2 separate regions of the Oryctolagus cuniculus genome follow, and region 2 is linked to region 1. Evidence: chromatin contacts called from public Micro-C data. All regions are on one chromosome and are shown on one strand. The core of a region is the stretch at or near the end of the contact, and the rest is flanking DNA. Distances in the headings are between cores, read along the strand shown.

What was found. Hi-C and Micro-C count contacts between places; a contact is called where the count stands out from the background.
Region 2: a contact with region 1 is called in a Micro-C map of ear pinna, with 2.0 times the contacts expected there. The contact joins the promoter of UAP1 here to the promoter of HSD17B7 in region 1. A contact is called at or near these places in 2 of 6 Hi-C or Micro-C datasets (ear pinna and an unstated tissue).

The regions. Positions count from the first base shown.
Region 1 is chr7:35,905,463-35,910,531 of mOryCun1.1, reverse strand. HSD17B7 (hydroxysteroid 17-beta dehydrogenase 7) reads left to right here and starts at 2,437. Exons shown (of 9, transcript XM_051857185.2): 1 at 2,437-2,667; 2 at 4,963-5,069. The coding sequence starts at 2,633.
Region 2 is chr7:36,170,096-36,175,164 of mOryCun1.1, reverse strand. UAP1 (UDP-N-acetylglucosamine pyrophosphorylase 1) reads left to right here and starts at 2,497. Exons shown (of 11, transcript XM_008264157.4): 1 at 2,497-2,634.

The sequences.
Region 1 (5,069 bases), core at 1,188-3,687:
TATAAATTTTCAGAGACTAGCCAGAGGACTCATGAAAGCACACCCTGACTCCCACGCTTGATCCTAGTCAAAAGGCTGAGAAGCGGCACACCTTGACTCCTCAGCGTGTCTAGTCTGCAGGACTAAAGGCTAGGCGTTCTAGTAGCTGTGTGGTGGGAGTGGGAGTGGGAGTGGGAGTGGGAGTGGGAGGAGAAACAAAGGAGGAAAACACAAACAGGAGAGCAGAGATAGTTAAAGTGACACCACACCACTTGTAACACCAGGCCAAGATTTAAAAGTTGATATGTTTATGGTATAAACATGCTATGCATATATTTGAATATATAAGTCACTGGGCACAGAGATTATATCTACTCTTGAATTTGAAATAACACGTTAAAATTGGCCTTTTGGCTAAGATCAAGTGTGAAATAACAAGTTAAAGGACTCTGTATTTTATTCAGAGACTAGCAAACTGATTTATCTCCGTTTATAATTGTATATTCATTTCTTAGTTGAAGAAGAAATGTACACTATTCTATCTTCTGGGCCTTGAATCCTAAACAGCACTGACTCCCAACACACAGCCTCTTATCGTCTAATGAACTGGGCAAAATCCTGCTCCCAAAGCTGTTTTGGGTCAGGTTGGATGTATAACGATTTGAAGGGAAGAGGGCTGGGATGAAGAGTTCATACAAGGGAAGCCACATGGCACTTCCAGCAGCATTCTTCTGCCTCTGCAAACTAGAGACAAGTTACTGCTGGCGAGTTTCATATGGACTGAGAACAGGGCTCTGTTGTGGGAGCTTAGATGCACTTACCCATCCTCTACCTAAGGACTGTTTCAGGTACCATAAAAGGAAATCTGTTTCAAGGCTTAGGGCAGAGGCAAATTTACTACATGAACCAATAAATAGTAGAAGTTGTTATGTTTGCTCCATCCCAGTCATGGGACCACTATGTACCTCACTGTGCTGGTTTTCAGGAAAACGGAATGAGTTCACACACAACACCTAAGATACACAGCCTGGGACGATAAAAACCATACTTATGCACTTATTTGGCAATAACAGTTTATTATGTGGTTACAAAGCTGCATCCTACATATGATAAAATATTTTTAAAATACAAAATTAATTGACATCTAGCAGAGTTCTATTCTCCTGGTCCCTCTGGCACCTCAGCCCATCATAAGCATCCTGAAAGCAGCAGCTTTAGCTGAGTAAAGGAACAGGTCAGAGTGGTCTCACTAGGCTTGGATGGAAGTCATGGTGGAGTGAGATCGCTGATCTCACTCTGAAGTCTTCTGGCCTTCATTTAATCCATAGCCTGTTCTATGCTGGTTATCATCCCATGACCGTGGGGATGCTGAACATCTGGGGTCTAGCCCCACCTCCTCGGCAATAATTAGTTTCCTATGTAATTGACTACAGAATTCTCTCTTTTACATGTCACCTCCCAGCTCCAGCATGTTTTAAAAGGAGCCTTTTGTGCTAGACTCTCAGTATTGAGGTTAACTATACCCCAGGATGTTCAGAAAATATTGTTAACTTGTGGTTTCTTTAGAACAGTGAGATGAGGGTAGAAAGTGATTTTCACACCAACTATAAAAAATTTTTATTTAGGAATTTAATATTCAAATAGATTTGTTTGTTCAATCTATATTTTATTGGTTCAGGTGATAACTAAACTAGTTGGTACCCTTCTGGGATCAAATGCCAATATAGATTATGTGAGGCTTTTGCTGAACCATTGTTGATAAATAATGAAAACTTTGAAAATGCCATGAAGTTGATTAAAGCATGTTCAGTAGAGACCTATGATGGTCTCTACTAACTCAGCAGGAACCAAGTCTAGTGATGGGTCTGCCGAGGCTGCTATAAATCCAGAAATCCAGATTAGGCATTAGAAACTTCACAGCACTTTTATATGTATGGAATCTAATAACAAACAAACAAAAAAGATGTCTGTAGTTTTATGGCTTTGCTTTTATTTCCCTAGCAATTATTATTATATGTATTTTCCAGGAGTGTCTATCTGGGAAGTCTCGGAAACAGAACCGTTGCTTTACCAGAGTTCGCAGTATTCCAGAGAACCAAGTTCTGAGATTGATTCCACGCCCATGATTCTCCGTAACATTCTTAATGAAACCCATGTTCATTTACAGAGCATGCTTCACAGGAAGAGGTCAGAAGCTGCGCTGTACAGTGGCTCAGCGCCCCATCAAACACGGAAGGGAAACTAAAGTAACACTCGCAACTCGGCTTCTAGATCCAAATCTCTCTCGTGTTAACCAGGAACTGCGGTGCGACCACTCCCACACCCAACAGCCGCGCCCACCGGCAACAGCACGAAGCACAGACGCCCAAGAGCTGAACGCGCCAGGGGCGGGCCCTGCGCCGCGAAGGGGCGGGGAGAGCCCGGATTGGCTCCGGCCGCTGCGTCGCGCGGCTCCGCCCCTCGGCCTACCTCACCCCACAGGCCCGGCGCTGCCCGGCGGACGGCGGACTGCGATTGGCGGGCTCGGGACGGAGTCCGCGACGCAGCGGGAGGTGGGGCCCAGACCGGGGCCTAGTGAGTGGGGAGGGTCGTGTCCGCCGCCAAGGAGGCTGTTGGATCCGAGCGCTTCCGACGGCGTTTGGGGTGCGCGAAGATGGGGAAGGTGGTTTTGATCACGGGAGCCAGCAGGTGAGGTGGTGGCGGGTCAGGGGTGCGAGGGGGCAGGGGTCTGCGACCCGCCTCGGGCTGACTGCCGGGAGCGCCCCTCTGTGGAAACCTGCTCCAGGTGTTCCACCGCAGATGTGGGGCATTTTGAGGGTGTTCAGGGGCTGGCGCTTTGAAGGTGAAAAGGGAAACAGGAGGGTGGCAGTGAGGATCCTGTGGTTATGAAGGGAAAGAGGGGCTGCCCTTGCAGCCCCCGCCCGCTCCCCTCTTTGACTTCACTCATTCACCTGCGGTGTGGTCCCCACCACGTGGCCGTGTTCTGGATTCCAGCTTCCGTGAGCGTTAGGACCGCGGGTGCTGGGCACCTGCCACTTTCTCTACAGAGACGCGGAGGCAAGGAAACTTTTCCTGCTGAGACGCGGGAGGAGTGCAGCTGCCACTCATCCCGGCGTTGCTCATTTGGACTCGGGCTGTTTTGTTCCTTATCTGCATTTCCATCAAGGGTGTGTGGGGGAAGAAACTAAACAAAGTTATGTTTCTACTTGTTGCACTGATGCTTGTGAAATCATTTACAATTGATGCACTCTGAGTTACTACCCAACCACATCCGTCCCTGTGAACCGGTTTCAAACTACGTGTCTGCCACTGGCACTTTCTTCGTGTGTTCTCAGAATTGCTTATGTGTTTCTCTTAAGTATATTGTGATATGTGCAATTGTATACTAGTATTAAAAGCCTGCTATTCTCAAGTGATGACGTATAAACCTAAATATATTTGATGCTGTGTTGGCAGAGCCAACAGATTACTATTGGTTCCAGTCTGTTTTGAGTTTCTGTTTACCTGCAGTCAGTCTAAGTTTTGGATGAAAACTTATTACTTAGGTTTTCTCTGCTGTTTGCCTCGCTGGTCGGACTGCTGGCCTAATTTTCTGTGCCGTTTTCTGTTGCTCTTTCTGAAGTAGTAGATTCATCTTTGAGTGACGTACTCATCCGTGTTTCACTTTCTTGGCCCTCATCTGATAGTAACTCTGTTCCTACCTTCTATGTAATCATCCCACATTCTTTCTTTTGTTTATTTATTTGAGAGTCAGTGTTACAGAGAGGCAGAGAGAGAGAGAAAGGTCTTCCATCTGCTGATTCACTCCCCAGTTGGCTGCAAGGGCTGGAGCTGTGCTGATCTGAAGCCAGGAGCCAGGAGCTTCCTCCAGGTTTCCCACCCTGGTGCAGGGGCCCAAGGACTTGGGCCATCTTCTACTGTTTTTCCAGGCCATAGCAGAGAGCTGGATTGGAAGTGGAGCAGCCAGGACTTGAACCGGCGCCCATATGGGATGCTTTACCCGCTACACCACAGTGCCAGCCCCTCTCCTTACTTTTTTTTTTTTTTTAAGATTTTATTTATTTATTTGAGAGGTAGAGTTACAGACAGTGAGAGGGAGAGACAGAAAGGTCTTCCTTTCATTGGTTCACTCTATGCCGGTGCATGGGCCCAAGGACTTGGGTCATCTTCTACTGCTTTCCCAGGCCATAGCAGAGAGCTGGAGTGGAAGAGGGGCAGTCGGGACTAGAACCCGTGCCCCCATATGGGATGCTGGCGTCGCAGGTGGAGGATTAACCTACTGCGCCATGGCGCCGGTCCCCCCTCTCCCCCTTACTTTTACAGATTTACTTGAAAGGCAGAATCTCATACACACATATGGTGGGAGGAGGGAAGGGGAAGGATTGATTTTCCATGTGCTTGTTGACTCCCCCAATGGCCGGCCCCTCTTTCTCTCTCTATTAGCTGTTCAGACATAGCAGTGGATTGAATTCTTTCTTGTTACTGATGCCTCTTCCTGAAAGATTCATCTGTTCCCTTATCAGGGATTTTTGTTGCTTGCCACAGCGGTAATGATACCATCAGCCGTTGGCCTTGAGGAACCTAGACAGCAAAATAAAACTTACAGGCAAGAAACAGATAATAAGATAATAAGAAACAGATAATAATAAGTGTTTTTAACACTTGCTGGTACTGTATTGAATTGCTTTCATAAGTGGCACTATAAGTACAAAACAAAAACAGGCAGCATAAACTGGATTCAACGAAGTGCTCAGGTACAGTTGATTCGCAGTCCAGTTATTGTGTCAGTGAACTGGTTAGGAATGGGAAGAACATAAACTGGACATCATCTTGAGCCAGTGGGAGAGATCTCTTTTCTTTCAGTAACGTGTGAGTGTTTTCTGTCTGGGCTGCTCATCGGAGCTCAAGTTTTCTGAGCCAGAGAGAAATGCCTCTGGCACTGTCTCAATTAATGTGTGCCCCGTGTTTGAATTGTCTTCCCAGTGGCATTGGCCTGGCCCTCTGCAAGCGGCTGCTGACGGTAGACGATGGGCTGCACCTGTGTTTGGCGTGCAGGAACATGGGCAAAGCCAAAGCCGCCCGCGCTGCTC
Region 2 (5,069 bases), core at 1,248-3,747, 260 kb before region 1:
TAAAAGTAGAATTTTGATTTTACAATAAACACATTTGTGCTGGACCTCAGTTCTCCCTTTTTCCTTTGAATAGTTTTCTAATAATGATTTTGGATTTTTATTTTTTTAAAGATTTATTTATTTACTTGGAAGTCAGAGTTACACAGAGAAAGAAGGAGAGGCAGAGAGACAGAGAGAGAGAGAGGTCTTCAATCTGCTGGTTCACTCCCTAGATGGTCGCAATGGCCAGAGCTGTGCCAATCCGAAGCCAGGAGCCAGGAGTTTTTTCTGGGTCTCCCACATGGGTGCAGGGCCCAAGGACTTGGGCCATCTTCTACTGCTCTCCCAGGCCATAGCAGAGAGCTGGATTGGAAGTTCAAACCGGGACTTGAGCCGGAGCAAATATGAGATGCAGGCACTGCAGGTGGTGGCTTTACCTGCTATGCCAAAACACGGGCCCTGATTTTGTATCTTTATTAATTCATCCATCTAAGATTTATAGAATGTGTATAGTACTTCAGGCACTATTCTAAGTTCTTTCTCATTTAACTTTTACTATGCTCAGTTGAAGGTGGCATAATCTTCATTTTATAAACAAGAAATTGGAGTTGAGAGAGGCTAAATAACTTACTCAATGTCACACAGCTAGCTCAAATTTTCCGACATAGAGTAAGCACTCATAAGTAACAATAACTAAAGTTTAGTGTTTATCCTGTTCTATTCACTTGTGGTGTATGCACTTTACTTGTGTTGGTTGGTTTGATTCTTGCAACAACTCTACGGACATTTTTATTATTTTCTTTGTTTATGTTTTAAAACATTTATTTATTTTCATTTTATTTGAAAGGCAGAGAGCTTCCACCCAATTGGTCCACACCACAAATGCCAGCAAGAGCCAGGGCTTGGGTAGGGACAAAGCTAGGTGTCTGGAACTCAGTCTGGGTCTCAGGGTCACCCAGACTGCAGGGACCCCAGGTACCTGAGCCAGCACAGCTGCCTCCCAGGGTGCGTATCAGCAGGAACTTGGTTCCAAAACAAAGGAGCAGGGACACTGGAATCAGGCACTCTGATATGGGATGCAGTCCTTCCCAGTGGCAATTTTTTTTAAAGATTTAATTAATTTAATTGAGAGGTAGAGTCACAGAGAGAGAGGAGAAACAGAAAGGCCTTCCGTCCACCCAGCTGCAATTTAACCACTATGCCACATGCCCACACCCTCTGAATTTTATAGGTGATAAAACTGATGCAAGAGTTAATTAACTTTCCAAGCAATAAAGACGCCCACATTCTATCAGGCCCCATTCTCTTCAGTCTCTACATTATACATCACTCAAATAAATGAATCAAAGTTCTGGGATCACAAAACATGCAGACTATTTCAATCTCCTGAATGTAATTCTACCAGCATTCCTCACCGAGTTTAAGTTTTTCTGTTGTTACTTGACCTTGCCCGTGGCGGACAATTTTGTAAATCAATTGGTGAAGGAAATGAAAAGGTCCTTGCACTCAGGCAGGCAGAAGAGAGGCACCGAATTCTGGGGGCCTTTGGTATTTTAATCCTGTTGGGCTTTTGAAACACCGTGCAACATACAAGTTTAAATGCAATTACAGTTTCTAAGGCCATAGTGGTTAATACGTAAGCTGTGTGTGCTCACCTATACGAGCAGGTTATATAACACAACCGAAACACTGGCCTGGAGTGGCCATGGAGGCCATTCGGTCCAGCCACCACCTTCCTGGGCAACACTGAACCCCAGAGAGGACTAAGTCCCTTGCAACACACAGCTGACCCAGGCTGGCTCTCACTGGCGCGCTCATCACTGTCTCAGGTTACCTAATACCTTCGATTTCATTTTCCTTCTGTGTCTGTCTGTGCGAAAAGGAAACGGGCCTGTCTTCGCACACTTGGGTCTCAACATACCACTAGATAGCCTGGCCGAGCCCTGCCCGGCGTCTGGCGACCTGGACTCGGAAATGACCGCCCCAAGGTCAGAGGGCGCGCCGGGCCCGCCCTGGAGGGTTCTCCTCTGAGACATCAGCCTCTTTCCCAAGCAGCCGCGTGGGCGCTCGGAAACCCGCCAACCGGAGACACAGCTCTTCATCCAGCTCCGTTATTCGTTCCGGACACGGAGTGCCTCCTGCGCCGCTGGGCCAACAGGATCGCTAAAAAGCAGGGGCTCGCCCCTCGCAGAACCACTCGGGATCGTCAGGGCCCCTAGGACCAGCCAGGCGCTCGCGTCGCCCGGCCCGGCCCCTCCGTGAGGACGCCGCTGACACCTCCCTCCCCCGCCCAGCTAGCGCGCCGGGGAGGCGGGGCCGTCTGCTGAATGGGCTTCCAGCGTCGTCCCCATTGGGCCGAAGAATGACTGACGCGCGGAGGCCCCACCCAGAGTCCCCCTCTCGGCTCCCGCCAGGTCGCCTGCGCTTCTGGCGCTGACGTGTCGGGGCCGCTGGCTTCCGCTCCTCCCCACACCCGCGGCCACTCCTCGCGATCCGAGGGGCGGGGTGGCCGGAGCTGGCCCTCCCCTCGGTCCCAGCTCGCGGCCCGCCCCGGCCCCGCGGATGAGTGTATTTATTCCGAGCAGGCGCGGGACGCCGATGTGTGGCAGCGCCGAAGGAGCTGGAGCTGGGTGGAGTGTGGCCTTGCGGAGGGAGGTGAGGGGGCTCCCAGTCGAGCTAGGGGGCGGGCGACGGGACCCGAGACCGAGGACGACGGAGGGCCGGGTCCGGCCACACACGCGAGCCCGCGGCCACACGCGCAGATCGGGGGCGCGCGCCGCACGGACGCGCCGAGCGCCAGCTGCTGGCATTGGCCGAGGAGCCCGCCGGCACACGCGCGCCCTGCTCGGCGTCCCGCAGTTGCACCCATCCCGGCGACGCAGCCCGCGCGTGTGCGGGCTGGGCTGCCGGGTGGTGGTGGCGTCGGCCGGAGGATGGGCTGAGGGCGCCCCGGGGTGGACGGGGTCGTTGGGGGAGGAGGAGGAGGTCCTGGGGCCGTGTCTGGAGTCCGAGGGCACGGTGAAGGCGGTTGGGGCTGGGAGCCGGGCCTCACCTGGCTGGCGGTTGGGGGGTCTGGTTCCAAAGCTGGGCTCTGTGGTCAGTTAAGCCTAGGTTGGCGGGCCTCCGGAGGGGACAAGCGGCCGCTGGAACTGTCAGGTGGGAGAGGCTTGGGATGTCTTGAGTGTGCCTGAGAGAGCGCCGACGAGGCTAGGGGATACCTGTGGGCGAGGTGACCGTGAGACAAAGCCTGCTCGCCACTGTGTTGGAATCCTGGGAGAGGGGGAGGGGGTGGGTGGGGGTCCCTGGCTTTCCCCAGGTTCGGCCCAGCAGAAGGATGGGGTTGGAGGACTGAGAGCACACGTGTGCTGAACAGATGTCTCCTCCAAGATTGTAGCAAGGCTGACTTGACCCTGTGCTGTGTGTGTGTGTGTCCGGGGTTTCTGAAACCTGAAACCAGGTGGCAGTGATTGCGCGAGTCTGTGTATGTCATTACGCAGTGCAAGAGTCGGAGGACTTTTAGGTGAAATTCGCTGGGTGTGGGCCCCGGGGTTGTGGGAAACTGGAGGCAGTTGTCTGTTTCCTCGCTATTAGTCAGCTGGCTCGCTTGGCCGGGACTAAGGAAGCCCTCATAGGCTGAGCTGCCAAACGTTTGTAGGATTCACTCAGTGCTGAGGGCTCAACACCAATATTGTTTTTCCAAAGTTTGAAGAGATTTACGCGGGTGTACCTATGACAGTAGAGATAGGGCAGAGGGTAGACCAGAACAGGAAGGAAATACTGGATTTCTTTAATACTGGTACTTAGATTCACATAAAGCTATATTTGATATTGGTAGATAATTACCAAAATTTTAAAAAAAGATTTATTTATTTGAAAGTCAGAGTTACACAGAGAGAGGAGAGGCAGAGAGAGAGAGAGAGGTCCTCATACGTTGGTTCACTCCCAAACTGGCCACAACGGCCGGAACTGCGCCAATCTGAGGCCAGGAGCCAGGAGCTTCTTCCAGGTCCCCCACCCGGATGCAGGGGCCCAAGGAATTGGGCCATCTTCTATTGCTTTCCCAAGCCGTAGCAGAGTGCTGCATTGGAAGAGGAGCAGGTGGTCTCAAACCACGTGGGATGCCGGTGCTTCAGGCCAGGGCGTTAACCCGTTGTGCCACAGTACCGGCCTGATAATTACCAAATTTGTTATAACTTTGACATAGATGTTTTAGGCTATGGGCAAATACCCTAGTTTTATCATAATTCCAGAGAAGATTGGTAGCTTTTCCAGATTTTGATAGTCTTTTAATTGAAACTCATTGCTGCTTACCTAAATATGCACATGCCCCTTACCGGCACTAGTGGGAAATATAGTACAGTTTTTATGGCATGGAGATGGTTGTATCTGCTTCATGTAAACATTGGAAATATCTGGTCCAAAACTCGAGTTTGGTTGTAACATTATGAACATTGCCTAACATGTAAATAAGCATGTGTGACCCTGTAAGCCTTTGCAAGCTGCCATGGTTTGGGCCAAGAGAGCAAAGTTTAACTTATGACTTGTCTTATTTGCATGAGCCCATTTTCTCAGACATCTGAAGGTGGATGAGTATCTAGTAACATTTTTGGAAAAGTTTGATATGCACCTTAAAATGTTGTACTAGATTTGTATTTGCCTTTTTTTTTTTTAAAGATTTATTTATTTATTTGAAAGAGTTACAGAAAGAGAGGAGAGGGTGGTGGTGGTGGTCTTCCATCCACTGGTTCACTCCCCAATTGGCCACAACGGCTGGAGCTGCGCTGATAGGAAGCCAGGAGCCAGAAGCTTCTTCTGGGTCTTCCATGTGGGTGCAGGGGCCCAAGGACTTGGGCCATCTTCTACTGCTTTCCCAGACCACAGCAGAGAGCTGGATCGGAAGAGGAGCAGCTGGGACTCGAACCAGTGCCCATATGGGATGCTGGCGCTTCAGGCCAGGGCGTTAACCCACTGCACCAGAGTGCTGGCCCCTGCATTTGCTTTTTGTAGACAGTACTCTCCTCTCTTGACTGTTGAGGATGTGTGACAAAGGTTGGTTGTCTTAGCTTCATAAAGTAATGTAAGCACAGAGA